2 separate regions of the Mus musculus genome follow, and region 1 is linked to region 2. Evidence: chromatin contacts called from public Hi-C data. All regions are on one chromosome and are shown on one strand. Each heading gives the region's core, a stretch centred on a gene start, on an enhancer-like site or on the middle of the called end of the contact. The rest is flanking DNA. Distances are from core to core; before and after follow the strand shown.

Region 1 (7,157 bases), core at 2,259-4,758, 150 kb before region 2:
TCCATTGCTTGGGGGGGGGGGGCAGTGCGGTGCAAACTTATGCAGCTACTATGGAAATCAGCGTAGCAGTTCCTTGGCGAGCTAGACTAGACCTACCTCCAGACGCAACTATACCACTCTAAGATATACCCAAAGAAGGCTTCATCCTACTACAAGGACAGTTGCTCAACCGTGCTCATTGCTGCTCTATTCATAATAGCAAGGTACAACCTAGATGTCTGTCTGTGAATGAATGAAGAAAACGTGGTATATTTACACAGTGGAATATCACTCAGTTGTTTATAAAAAAATGAAATCATGAAATTCACAGGTAAATGTATGAAGCTAGAAAAAAATCATCCTAAGTGAGGTACCCCAGACCCAGAAAGACAAATATGACATGTGTTGGTGTCAGCTATAAGTAACTATAAGTAAGCTACAATCCATGTTGCCACAGAAGATCTGTGTAGAACAGGGGATGAGCGGGCTGTGCTGAGTCACCCTAAGACGGGAAATGGAATACACAGTCACAGACGAATAAGGGATGGACTGGAAGAGGATCAAGCAGGAAAGGGGAGGGATGGGGAAGAGGGGAGGAAATACAGGGACGGACAGCTAAAACTAGGGCCCATTTAAGGGGTTGTATAGACACCTAATACAATAGAAGCTCCTTAAAATATATACATGGAATAACAGGGAGACAGACCCCAGGATGGACATCACTTGTCACCTAATGAAGTCTCCACTGCCAGGAATGGATTAAGTCCTGTCGCATTGTGGGTCAAAGGGGCCCCATGAGAACCTCAAACAACTCAACACTGTTCCCAAGGTTCCTGAGGTCCTGTTCTGAAGACAGCACTTACACAACTCCCTGAGCTAGAACTTTGGTCCCAGTACTAGGGAGGTGGATCTCTGAAATCTAGGCCACTCAAGCCTACACAGTGAGATCCAATCAAAAAATAAAGAAGTGGCAGGAGCAACAGTCCAGCAGGCCAGAGCACTGGCTGCTCCTGCAGGACTCAGGGCCAAGTCCCAGCACCCACACAGCAACTGACAATTATCCCTAACTCCAGTTCTAAGGGTCCAAAGGGCACAAATACACTTAGGTGGACAAACATTTATACACATAAAGTAAAATAAATAAATCTAAAAAAATAACTCATCAAAAGGGCTGGAGAGAAGGCTCAGAGGTTAAGAGTCAGCTCTTCCAGGTCCCGAGTTCAATTCCCAGCAACCACATGGTGGCTCACAACCATCTGTAATGGGGTCTGATGCCCTCTTCTGCTGTGTCTGAAGACAGAGACAGAAAAACAACAAAGGTAAGACAGTTTGCTAAGTCAATGATGGTGGTATCTGCCCCCAAAAGTAGAGACAGCACAGGCCAGCTATGTTCATGAAGGGTCAGGATCCAATCCAAGCTCTGCCTCTATTTACTGCGCAAAAAAAGTCAAGACTGACCTTGAACTTGTGGCAATGCTTTTAGTGCTTCGCTATAGCAACTTATAGGTTTCTACTATTTAATAAAAATTTCGGTTACTATCATTTTGGATTTACCTTCAAGACTGTGACCCAAAGGACTGGGCTTTAAAAAATTAAAATGTGGTCTGGCAAGGTGGCTTTGAGGTAAAAAGAAGCACTCATTGCCAGTCCTCACACACACATGAACCCTGGAACAAGGAGAGGGTCAATGCAGCAAGCTTCCCTCTGACCTCTACACCTGCAACAGTGTGAATATACACACCCAAAATTTAAATAATTAAAACTAAAGTGCAGTTGTTCAAGGTAGTGTGCCTAGAGAGCAGCCAAGTTTCCCAAACCAGCCAATGCCAGCTACCATGAAGACAGAGTTGCTCCGCTCTCATGTCCACCAACCTAGCCTTGCCTTGCCTTGCCTTTCCTTTCCTTTCCTTTCCTTTCCTTTCCTTTCCTTTCCTTTCCTTTTTCATCTATTTGTTTGTGACAGTGTCTCTCTACGTAGCCCTGGATGTCCTAGAACTTGCTATGTATGTAGGCCAGGCTCGTCTTAAACCCAGAGACCCCAACTGTAATTTGTTTTGAACACTGAGTGTCCACTGTCCCCAGCAGAGCTCGGTCGCCTAACTGGGAACATCAGCCACGGGCATCCACTCTTCTTGCTTTTCTTGAAATGTTCTTCGGAGTTAGTTACACAAATACTAATTTTGGTAGGCCTCTCTGCTACACTACCTGGTCCTCACTTCTCTGATTTTCTGAGAGAGGTGGACACCTACCCCCCACCCTACTTTGCACAGGACAGCATTTGGTACAAGCGATGAAATGGGAGATATGCATTAGCTAAAAACTCCCTCATGGTTAAAAGCCCTTCCATGAAAATAAACTTTCCGCCTAAGAAAATCAACTCTGCTCTCATAAGAACAAAAGCTTACAGGAGCTTAAAGGAAATGAAATGGCTCAGGAGAAACACAAGTCCCCTGAGGATCTCTCCAGGGGAGAGTCCGTGTCTGTCTCTGTAAGGGGCTGAGGGGTCCTGTGCAGAACCTCTTGGGGACCAAGGCAGGAGGTCCACAGAGGTCACACAGCTTAAGCAGCAGCACAGTGGCTCTGTCCCCAGGGCATCCTGCCCACGCTTGGGAGAGGAGAGGCCTGTCGCTGACTGACTACTCCCACTGACACCCGCCTGCAGGTCAGAAGCCTCAGACTCAGCACTGGGCAGACTCCGTCTGCGCTGACATCACCACCATGGCGCAGTGCAGGGCTGTTTACTTGACAATTATATCCAAACAGGCCTGGAGAACCACCTGATATTAACTCTGATGGTGACAGATCTGCACCACTGTGATCATAAAACAGAGACTGTATTAATCCATGGCTTTTTAGGGTTGCAGTACTCACTCACTATTTGGTGTAGCTTGAACAGAGTAAAATACAGCATGATCAAAGGAATGTGATAGAGGCCAAAGGCAAGTAACAAAATATGCCTTGGCTTGCGCTTTGTTTCTATGTTAATATTTTTAACCCAATGAAACAAAGTCCTTAGAGTAGCAAGAGTTTCAAATTCAATTGCAAAAGAAAGAACAGATGAAAGCTGCTATGGTAACCAATTCACCCTTCCCTCCCCCAGACACTGCAGATTCAGAAACTGTCATCCTGAGTCGGTTACAGAGTAGGAGGCTCAGACCATAAGGCAGGCTGAGGACAAAGCTTATGGTCTTAATGGAGCTTAGAAAAAGACTATAACGGTTTGCAGTGGCACTAGGTACTGCAAAGGAAACACTACAGTAATTTCTGTCATGGCTTAAAATTGAGACTGCCAAACATTTCTAAAGAATGTAATAACAAGATTGGAGATGCTGCTCAGTAGAGCGTTATGCCTGGTGTGCACAAGGTTCTGGGTTCAATCCCCAGAACAATGGAGTATGATAAAAAAAAAAAGACCATGGCATTTCCTTTTATTATTATGAAAGAAGTTATCCCTAAGACTCACATAGAAGCAAAAGGAACATTTACGTACAACAGTTCTGCCACCTGGTGGACAAAGACATTACTACAGCCAACATCTGAACCCTGACTATCTTGAAGGAACAAGAGAAGGCAAGTCAGAAACAAGATAACTATGCTGTTTGTTACTATTCCCACTGCGTGCGTGCCCATTCCCCAGCCACCAGTGAAGACCACCATGGAGAGACAAGAGATGACTGCTCCATCCCAGCGCACAGCGCAGGAGGCTAAGTTCTCTTCAGGTCTTAAGTGTACTTCTCTGTAACTGGATAATTCTGTCCTCTTTTCCAGAACTCACATTTGCATATCAGTGTAAGAGTGAGCAGACCAGGCACACCTTTACCCTCAGCCCTCAGGAGGCAGGTGAGTCTCTATGCGGCCAGTTTGGACGTCACTGTGAATTCCGGACCAGCCAGAGCTACATGGTGAGACCCTGTCTCAAAATAGTCAGACACACACACATCCCTTCAACTCTTCCAGACCTGTCCCTAAGCAGGGAGCTGAACACTCACAGCAACCTTATTAACTGTGTGTACTTGGCTGTGCACGAAATAATTCAAAGACTCAAGATCTGCCTGGCTTTAATAGGGAGGGTGGGGTAGAGGGCGGCATAGACTAAGACAGTGCGTCATCTCTCTATTCTTGAGCAGAATGGAAAGAAAGCAGCCTTGGCTTCTCCTGAGAAACTGCTAGCTGAACTCCTTTGCTCGACTACAGAACAAGGATGAGACTCTTCGTCAGTCCTTCATAGAGTATTAGGAAAACATTTAAGATACACACGTGTAAACAATTATCAAATCAACTCTGTCACAACATTTCTTTTTTGCAGTGCTAGAAATCACACCTGAAGTTCCTTCCATCCATGACAGGCAAGTGCTCTCCTACTGAACACAATCCCTTTTATGTTTCTTTTCTCAGTCCTGAGAAACAAATCTAGGCCTTTCCTATGTTAAATCAATTTTCTGCCTCTAGGCAACACCTTCAGTGCCTAACGTATATTTGTATTTTTGTTTGTTGGCTTTTCGAGACAGGGTTTCTCTGTGTAGCTTTGGCTGACCAGAAACTGAGCTCTATAGACCAGGCTTTTCAGAGTATTGGGATTAAAGGTGTGTACCACCACTGCCAGGCTCCTGATATATTTATTTCATTCATGCCCCAAACTTCCTTTTAATGACTAGAGACTGCCTTACAAATGACTCATTTCAAGGCCACCTTCAACTAGGTCTTAGGCAGGCAGGATAGTGGCAATCGGAAAGCTGTTTCCATCTCTGAATCCCAGTGCCTTGAGTGGTTTACCTGTCTAACCCTGTATTTGTAGGCCTAGCAGTGAAGCAAGCTGTATACTACAGGAAGCTGACCTGCTTCACCCAAGTCACTTCCTCTCTATGCCTGATCCTTCTGGGCATGGGGGACAAAGTTAAGAATATGTTGAAGGGGGCCAAGGGGACTTACAAATCCTACCACTTTCAATGCTGCAACCTTGTGTGAAGCTACTCTTCATTCAGCACAGACACTGTGGACACTGCTGGAGAAACAGGCTCTTCAACAGCTTGCAGCACAGGCTGCAGCAGGATAGTCTATAGTAAATTATCTATTGTATGTATCAGAATCCATCCTCCAACAGACTTCTTAGATCTACTTTATGGCTAGTGCTACTCCCTGTAGCTATTTGGGCCCTTGTGGAATTCTCCTTACAGTTGAAAAGAGAAGTAACTCAAACAATTAATTACAATCGTCTTAAATTACTTATATAGGCAGCCTGCTCTGCAGAAAGAAAGAAGTCCTTCCCTGTGAGGGTTTCAGCATGCTTTAACCTACTCAAGTGCTATTTATAGGAAGGAGACTAGAAAACAACAATTAACAACAAAACCCACAAAACCCATAAGTATTTGAGGATGGAACTTGGTTTAGAGCTAATGTGACGGTATCCACAGAATGCACACACAGGATGTGTGAGCCCCAAAATCTCCCCAAACAAAAACATCCATATGGTAGGCTGAAGGATTATCAATGACTTTTAATAATGAAAATAAACTTGTCTGTAAGTAATGTACTTCCCCCAAACCCATTTGACAGTAACTTTTTACATATTATGGTCTAATCTCTTAAACACTGAGATGTCCTTTATGTAATCATAAAAAAGTATATTAAATTCTTCAACAGTGCTTTATTCTCTGTCCACAATCCAATCTGGCTAGTTATTGCATTATAGTTGACAAATTTAAAGTACATCCCAGTTAATTTCATCCTTACATATGCATTTTTTTTTAAGTGTAAACAGAGAGTCATTATCACACCTAAGAAAAGCAGCAAAACTCCTGGGTAAGAGCAACGGATGTTACACCCGCTAGGCTGTCTACAGTACGTAATCCAAATCCAGCGGTAACGCAGAGGATCATGAGCAAATCCCTCTATCCTCTTCTGGTAGCAACAGTAAACTAGTCTCACCACTTTAGAAAATTATTTGGCACTGACTTTTAGCTGAGCAGATGAGACACAAAAATAGGTCAAAGAATGTTTCTGTAGTAATGTTTGTTGTAAAAACTTAAAGCAACTCCCCTCTGTTGACAGGAAGGACAAGCAAATTCTATCGAGGCAGCCGAGAAGCAAATGTAGAGGGTGGATTGGGGGGACACACTGACAGGCAAAAGCAGCCCAGCATGGAAGACAGCTTCAGGCACTCCATTTTAGCCCAGCTCTTCATACAGCACGTATTAGGGACCAGGAGTAGGTACATTCCATCACCCACAGGGCAGCTTCCTAGCAGACTAAAGCCACACTTGGAGATGTCAGAGCAAAGCAGTGGGCTCTGCATCCCACACGCTCTGAAGGTGGTGATGCCCTACACAGATGCACCAACTCTGCAGGTGCAAGGTCTTCATAGCAAGGCAAGCTCTCTTGGGTGTACATGGCTATTCTCTGCTTTCTGCTTAATGTAGCTGTGTACCTAAAACTTGCCCTCACAACCGTTTCCCCCTTTAAAATAGAAATGACTTATTTGCTCCTTAACCTATGGATTCTATTTAGCCTTAAAAAAAAATATATATATATACATATACACACACACATATATACATATACATACACACACACACACACACACACACACACACACACACATATATATATATATATATACACACACACACACACACATACATACATACATACAGGGCTGGAAAGATGGCTCAGTGATTAAGAGCAATGACTGTTCTTCCAGAGGTCGTGAGTTCAATTCCCAGCAACCATGTGGTAGCTCACAACCATTTGTAATGGGATTTGATGCACCCTTCTGGTGTGTCTGAAGGTAGCCACAGTGTACTCACATGCATTAAATAAATAAATAAATAAATAAATAAATAAATCTTTGAAAAAAATATACTCAATCATGTGTTTCTTCTTCTGTTTTTGAGGTAGACTCTAAGTATGTCATTAATCTATCCTGTCATTCTGTAAACACCAGAGTATATTTTCACATACCCAGTTGGTATACGAACCTACTACACACAGGGCTATATGACAGAAAGAGATATATGGTACAGCCAATTAAGACAAACATCATGACATTAAATTGGGCATAGTAGGAAACAATGTGAGAGAGACATGGCAGCCATGAGCTATGTGAAGCTGCAGAGAGAAAGCATACATTTAAAAATAACCACTGATCTTTTATCATCACCATGTAAACTATGTAACTATCT
Region 2 (7,391 bases), core at 3,787-6,286:
GCAGGTTGGGTTTCCAAACCTATTGTTTGGTCTCTTTTCTTAGCATGTTTGTTCAGAATTAAACATCATTATTACCCAGGTCTTCAAATGGATGTCACTGGGTTTATTTAGCCTATAATAGTGGATACCTAAATAACATTTAAATAAATAAATTCCATCCTGTATTAAAGTAAAGAAAGCTTTAAAGTCATTACTATGAGGGAAAGCTTTTGTGTATATTTTTTAATATACCCAGCCACAGGAAAGTCATCTCCTAAATGATAAAAGTAAATACTACTAATTTAATCCAGTCTCTTAAGGAAAAGAGCGAAGGCAGAAAGGGTGGGTCTGTAAGTCAGAGAAAGTTCCATCAGTTACCTGCCACCAGTGATCATCATCTCCTTGGGGCTTTTTGGGAACCACGCCAGTTCTGAACCACAGCTTCCCGTGAATGTCCAGGGCCCAGAGTGTGTGCTGATCTCCAAGAGTTATGCAGACAGGCTCCAGAGTTTGCCTTTCACTGGCAGTGAGAGAACACAGCATCAGTCCAACCCAGGAGGCACAGTAAGTATGCAGAAGGCTGCCTCACTGAGTGTCTCTGAACAGGCTAAGCAGGAGTGGATTACTGAGTGACAAGGAAGGATCTGCGCCTAAGGTGCATTGCTGGGCAATACTTACTGTCCAGACACTCACAGAAGAGAGCTACCCATCCCAAGTGAGCAGCACTCAGGCCAAGAGCACCCGCACTTCTCCTTCCCCACCTTTCCCCATGCCAGGCTGTGGTGTAGAGCTCTCTCTGTCAGACACCATCATCTCTGATGAGTCTGCGGTTCCTTTCTTCCTTTGGGGATACCCTTGGCAGCTCTGGGGCTCAGTTGAGGCTAGCCTTGGCATGCTGCCTGTTCAACCACTGAAGGCAATCGACAACTCCCCACTGCTCTGTGCTCTCTGTCTTGCTTAGTATCCTCACACTAACTGGTACCCAACTGGCTGAGGCATGGTTCCCCACTGAGTTGAAGAGGTTGAGTTTTGGCTGTCTTGTCCACCTAGGCCCCAGAGTGTCCTGGTTCCCAGCAGGAAGATTTACTGGCTAGCTGAAACTGAACTAACATCATTCTGATCTGTATATGAGCAAATCTTTTTTTTCTCAAGATGGCTGTATATCCCTGACCATTCTGAACTTGCTCTGTAGGACAGGCTGTCCTCACACTCAGAAATTAGTCTGCCTCTGCTTCCCAAGTGCTGAGACTAAAGGTGCGTGACACCACCACCTATCCCAAATCTTATATATTATAGTCCAGAACAAATTTCAACTGACTAGGATAAAAATACCAATAAGCATTTGTATCTAACTCTCACAGACTTGCAACAGAAACATGTGACAACGTAGCTGTGCACGGAGACCATGTGACCTAGCGACTCTCTGATGTTCTAGGCCCTTTTTTTTTTAATGGACTTTCTTTCTAAAAAAGATTTGTTAATTAAACGCGCGCGCGCGCACACACACACACACACACACACACACACACACACACACACTGTTTTGCCTGGATGGCCAGAAGAGGGCACCAGATCCCATTACAGATGGTTGTGAGCCACCATGTTGTTGCTGGGAATTGAACTCAGGACCTTTGGAAGAGCAGCTGGTGCTCTTAACCTCTGAGCCATTGCTCTACCCCTACACTTTTTTGGAGACATGTATCCAAGGCTGAGGATGACTCTGAACTGAGGCAATTACGGGTTGCCTCTAGCTCCTAAGTGATGAGACTACAGGCAAGTACAGCTGAGTTTGTGTATGACTGAGGATGGAACTCAGGGCCTTGTGTGTGCTAGGCAAATACTCTACCTGCCCAGCTCTATACCTAAACCCCAACACAAACGGTAATGTGACCAGCAGAGGAGCGCAGAACATTCCCAAGACCAGTCTATTGAGGCCAACTTTGACAAAAGCAAAAACTCTCCCACCGTGAAACCTGTAAGTGTTGGTTTTGCCAGGAGAGGCTCAGGAATAAAGGTCACAGTGCTGGGCCCATACCTGACAATGTCACACTTCCACTGCTCCCCCTCAGGACAGAAGCTGCTCACACCCTCCCGGTACAGGAGGGCCCTCTGCTCTGTCAGTGCCCACACCACACTGTTCCGGGCTGCGATCTGGGACAGTGGGTATGGACAGTCCACCTTCACGGCTCGGGCGCAGGGCCGATCCACACTGAGACCTGTAGTGAGAGAGGAAGAGCCCCGCAGACTCAGTTGAAGCTTGTCACACTCTTTTGATCTGTGGTTTTCTTTTTTTGGTACTTTTGCTATCTGTGGTCTTTCATAATAGATACCTTTTCATGTACAACTGCTCAGGTAAAACCCCAGACTTATCATACTGCAAGGCTTATGCAGAGTCACAGCTCCAGGGAGCTCCCCTCACCTCTTTGTGGCCTGTCAGTAATGTGTGTCATGTTTCTAAATGACATCAAAGGCAACTACTGAGGGAGCAGGCTGGACAGATAATATGTAAATCCATGTTCTATTGCTTTGGCCAGCAAGTACGTCCTAGTAGTATAATCACAGGAGTACCAGCAGAGTTTGCAACTATGAGGACTTGCCCACAGGACTTCTGCAAATCGGTGCCAACCACTGATTCCAATTCAGTAGGACAGGAAGAGTAAGGATGATGTGGACACTGCTCTGACAGCATGGTTGGAGGTCACCTGCTCCTTCCTTACGTGTAGTATCCCCCCTTTCCTACCATGACCAAAGTCAAATGTCCTAGAAGCTAGATATGCATGTGTGTATCAGAGCATCCAACTTCCACTGAAATACACGAGAATTAACTAAGCTGAAGGCTAGAGCCCCACACATGTCCATGAAGTTGGCAGTGCTGATGACCAGGTGATGACCTCCACACTGAGACAGAGCCAGGTGGAGAACCATTCCCGGCTGATAGCTCACTCCAAAGATGAAGCCATGTTCTCAGAATCAGTATTAAATGACTAGATCAATATTCATGTAAATCCATATGGCCCCTTGACAGCACAGACAGAGCCCCCTGCTCCCAAGGCCATTTCCCCCTGACAGCACACAGTTCCCCCTGCTGACAGCACACAGACACTGACTCATTACAGTGTATTTTTAATAAACGAGTCCCACTGTGCCAGGTCTAGCAGCTAAAGGTTTCCCTAAGGGCAGTTTCCTAGGACAAGTCAATTGCTATTTACAGCAAGTTACTTCTTGTTGTTTCCCCCAATCCACATGTAAGTATGTGTCCAGGTGCTGGGCTGTGACCTAGCTGAGAAAAGAGGGAGATGTCTGTCAAGTCATGACTGCTCCTGCTTTCCTCTTCAGCCTGGATACTCCAGGGTATGCACAGGGTATGGGCAGCGGCAGGAACGGCCGGCTCTGCCCCATGAGGCATCCTACCCTGCACTCAGTCACCTATTCATCCCTGCCCAGACCAGTCTGTGTCAGGGGCAACTGCTCTTCCATGGGAAACAGTGCTTCTAGAAATGTTCTCACTTAACTTGGTTTTCGGTCTCTGCATCCTGTGACTGCTCTCAGAATGTGTCTAGCTGCAGATTCAGCAAGTGACAAGGACAATGTACATGGCCTTCGACTACCTGTCTGAAGGTACAGATCTCCGTTGGTCCTGATGATCCAGGCTGTGTCATCACTCAGGGCCACAAACACAGCCTGGGGCAGAGCCTCGTACCAGTGCCGCTTCCCCTTGATGGTGACTTTGCCACAAGCAAAAGCACGGTTAGATTTCTGTTCAATCTTCCAGAGAAGAGCCCCTAGGAGAAAAAAACTCTACTCACTGTTCAACAAACATGAGATTCCCCTACACAAACACTCCATTCTCAGCCCTGAGAGGGGCAGCTTTCTATAATACATCTTGTTGCTTCCACCTCAGGAAGAGCCCACCATGCCAGAGTTTAAACCCACCAGCTCTATGTTGTCAACATATGAATGTATCTAAGTCTCACTTTTCTCAACTGAAAGGTGGGTCATTTCCACCTTTTAGAACTGATCTAAAGGCTAGATGTAAGAGGGGATGCACCACATAGCACAGGGTGGGCACAAGGCAGTCACTCACTCATGTCGGGAGAGAGAGCTGACATTTCATTAGGTACGTGCCTACTGACACATAAGGCACAATTAGTGCCCAAAACTAACTTTGGGGACCTTGGGAAGGGCCTTTTTTGGATCACTTATGTGTATGTGAGTCATGTTTTCATTTAAAATTCTGAGGAATGGATAAAGGAAATGAGGAAGGTGGGCAGCAGGCCAGAGGCACTGTGAGTGGAGGCTAAGGCATTAGGCCAGGAGAGGATACCAAAGAATGAATGCACTGAGCTACCGGAGGCCTCCGAGAAGTCATGTACAAGCTTCTCCCCTAGCCCTGCCCTGCAACACCACAGGGCCCGAGGCATCCAAAGATGTGTGGGTCTCAGCTGAGAAAGATGATCTCACAGAGACAGACAGACAGACAGCTCCAACCACAGCAGCCAAGGAATAGTTGGAAAAATAAAAAGTAATTAATACAATCAGCAGAGAATCAACACTTCTAAATGGCTAGAAGGATGGGCTTAAAAGTATGTGACAGAAACAGGAAAAAAATGAAGATATACAATTATACAACACCAGCTAATGGAGTGGGCTATTATCTCACCCAGTCTCCAGGGGAAAATAAGTGTCAAGCAAACTGAAAGAAAGTGAGCAAACAACTAATAAACTAATACTTTAACAAGAATGCCCTTTCTTTTGTTTCTCCTCCACGATGCCCACTGCTTCAAAAGAGATAAGCACATATCTAGCATTAGGAAAATGCGAATGAAGTATAGTGGGGTTATGCCTATAAGCCCAGCTCTTGGGAGGCTGAGGCAGGAGGACCCAGTCTGAGGCCAGCCAGAACTCCACAGTGAATTCAAGGTCAGCTTGTGCTATACAGCCATGTCTAAAACCAAAACAAACAGAAATAAAGAAAACCACAAGTACACGAGTCTCCATAGATGAGGGAGTTATCTCAGCCTAACAGACTGTATTCAAAATAAGTCTCCTGGGTTCACTAAAATGCGAAACAATGCACAAAAGTGTGAGGCCTTTGCGACTGCAGTCAGGGAACATCCAGCACACACCTACAGGCCTGGCCTGGCCTCACTACTTCAGTTGTTTTAGAGCAACACTGACAAACCGAAATATGTTATTTTTATGAGGATTTAATGTTCCAACATGGGGAGAAAATAAAAAAAAAACCTCAAAACTCAAATTATTTGTATAGCTTACAAAAATATGTTCCTTGTGTTATTTCTGTAATTAATAAAATAAAAAACCAAAAAAATCAAGCAAGTATGCCGAACACCCATCACCCTAACCAGTGTCAAAGGAAGCATTCATGATCTTTAACAGTACCCAGCTAAGCTGGCAGGAAGGTCAATCTGTTGACACTGCTGTTGCCAAAGGAGAGCTGCCCTAGGAGCTGGGAGCTGTGTTGGGGGTTGGGAAGTAGGAGCTGGGAGGCAAACCTGAGGGAGAGACTGCCATCTGCTGGACAGCATCTTCAAACCTCTGCCAGCGCAGCCCTGCACCAGGCAGGGGACTGCAGAACAGGCCACCTTTGTAGTCCAGGCACCAGAGAAACTTTTCCGAGACCGCCAAGCTGAGGATGCCATAGCCAGGAGCCGAGTAGCCCATCCAGCTCTCTGCAAACTAACAAGGACAGAGGCCAGTGAGTTCTGTGCAGGGGACACGGCTGCCTTCATCACACTGTTACCAACAAGGCAAGTAGGCAGGATACTGACGTCAAAGGATCCTTGAGAAGCCTTGCCTAACCCCGCTCTCCTTGGATCCAGTCCCAGAAACATTCTGGAATAGGAGTTCTGGTCCTTGTGGAAGATCCCATAGCATCCTTGGATAACACTTTCACACAGCATAATACCCTTCCTAAGTAATGCTCGAAGGTGTAACCAACCACTCGTCAAAACAAGACATTGTCACCTTGCAAGTCCACACTCAAGAACCATACAACCCCTCCCACAAAAAAGTCTGCAACAGAAAGCATAACATTTAAAGTAAGTTCATGATTTGACAATTGGGCTATGTTTATAGCTATCCTGGTGCACATGCCCTGCACAGAATACAGGCCATGAATGCTTAGGACTACATGACATCACATCAAGAGACCTTACTTTATACAAGGTCATCAACACATGTATGTAAATCATCTTTCTGTACACTTAACTTATGACAGATACCCTATGGGAACAGCATCACAACTATCTACACTACAGTCTTTCAAGCCCTGTGCTAACCTCTGGACTCCTGGCCTGCTGTATGGGAACAGCTGGGGAAGTGTGGATGAGATTCTGTCTCAATTCTGCACACTAAAGCTTTGTTGCTATTCTTTTCATTTGTATTACTTGTCTAATGTAACCATGTGTATGCACACACACACACGAGTGTGCCTTATACATAGCACATGTGTGGCAGGCAGAAGACTTGTGAGAGCTGGTTCTGTCCTTCCACCATATGGATCCTAGAGACGGCACTCAGGTCCTCAAGCTTGGTGTCAGCCCTAACCCACTGACCTGTCATGCTGGTCCCATGGTGCTAGGATTTGTTTAAAAGTCAAAGCTAAAAAAGGTTTACTTTAGACACACTTGTACAAATACCTGATATGGAAGCTAGTGTTATGAAAGAGAATGGTTTCTACCTTTTCTCCACCTGGCTTTGTTCACCATAGCAAACTTTTCACTTAGCCCTTGTCCTATAAAACAAACAAACAACCCAACATTTCTCAGCTTTTCTGCTATTTGGAGCAAGACCAGGTACAGCAAAGCTTGGTAGATAACTTCAGAGCTCCAGGATCCTTTTCCATGGGCGAGGGCTTTCTTAAGCTAAAGTTCTAAGATATACCAACAGATGTGATCTGCCAACTAACACTCTATATCAGGTGACCACACTGCTGTGGTTTCCCATAGCTCTTCCCATAGTGACAGCTAGCTGCCACTTGCAGTGAGCTCCCAGCATGGACACATACACTGTCAGTTAAGAGCACTTAGGAAGCAGTGCACTGAAAAGATGAACACAGGATGCAGAACAAGCCGCCAAGTTCTGTACATTCACTTCTAAGATAGAACACAGAGACGGGGAAGTCCTGGGCTACCCTGACTTCACTTGTAGCGTGATCCGGTGCATGCACTACTTTACCATTCTGAGGCTCAACTTCCTCCTCCATACAACGGGGCAACTAAACCTGGGTCCTATTTTGTTTGTTTTTTTTTTGTTTTTTGGGTTTTTTTTTTTTTACAGATTGATTTACTTATGAGTACACTGCCACTGTCCTCAGACACCCCAGAAGAGGGCATCGGATCCCATCACAGATGGCTGTGAGCACCATGTGGTTGCTGGGAATTGACCTCAGG

The links. Hi-C and Micro-C count contacts between places; a contact is called where the count stands out from the background.
Region 1: a Hi-C map of cerebral cortex shows a contact between it and region 2, with 2.2 times the contacts expected there. The contact joins two enhancer-like sites. A contact is called at or near these places in 1 of 15 datasets of contacts at CTCF or cohesin (large pre-B cells) and 18 of 484 Hi-C or Micro-C datasets (the AtT-20 cell line, the G1E-ER4 cell line, the HL-1 cell line and 13 more).

The regions. Positions count from the first base shown.
Region 1 is chr12:111,084,807-111,091,963 of GRCm38.p6, reverse strand. The region is part of intron 3 of Rcor1 (REST corepressor 1); the gene reads right to left. Among named protein-coding and RNA genes, the nearest start is that of Rcor1, 49 kb to the right of the region's middle. Within about 2 kb of position 3,508, at least 112 of the 459 cell types and tissues checked have an H3K27ac peak or open chromatin away from gene starts, as enhancers often do. A contact at or near this core is called in the G1E-ER4 cell line, bone marrow-derived macrophages, cerebral cortex and 2 more, where this site is marked.
Region 2 is chr12:110,934,561-110,941,951 of GRCm38.p6, reverse strand. It overlaps Tecpr2 (tectonin beta-propeller repeat containing 2), which reads right to left. Exons shown (of 20, transcript NM_001289510.1): 10 at 5,493-5,676; 11 at 3,588-3,761; 12 at 2,015-2,195; 13 at 358-499. Among named protein-coding and RNA genes, the nearest start is that of Ankrd9, 41 kb to the left of the region's middle. Within about 2 kb of position 5,036, at least 56 of the 459 cell types and tissues checked have an H3K27ac peak or open chromatin away from gene starts, as enhancers often do. A contact at or near this core is called in the G1E-ER4 cell line, bone marrow-derived macrophages, cerebral cortex and 2 more, where this site is marked.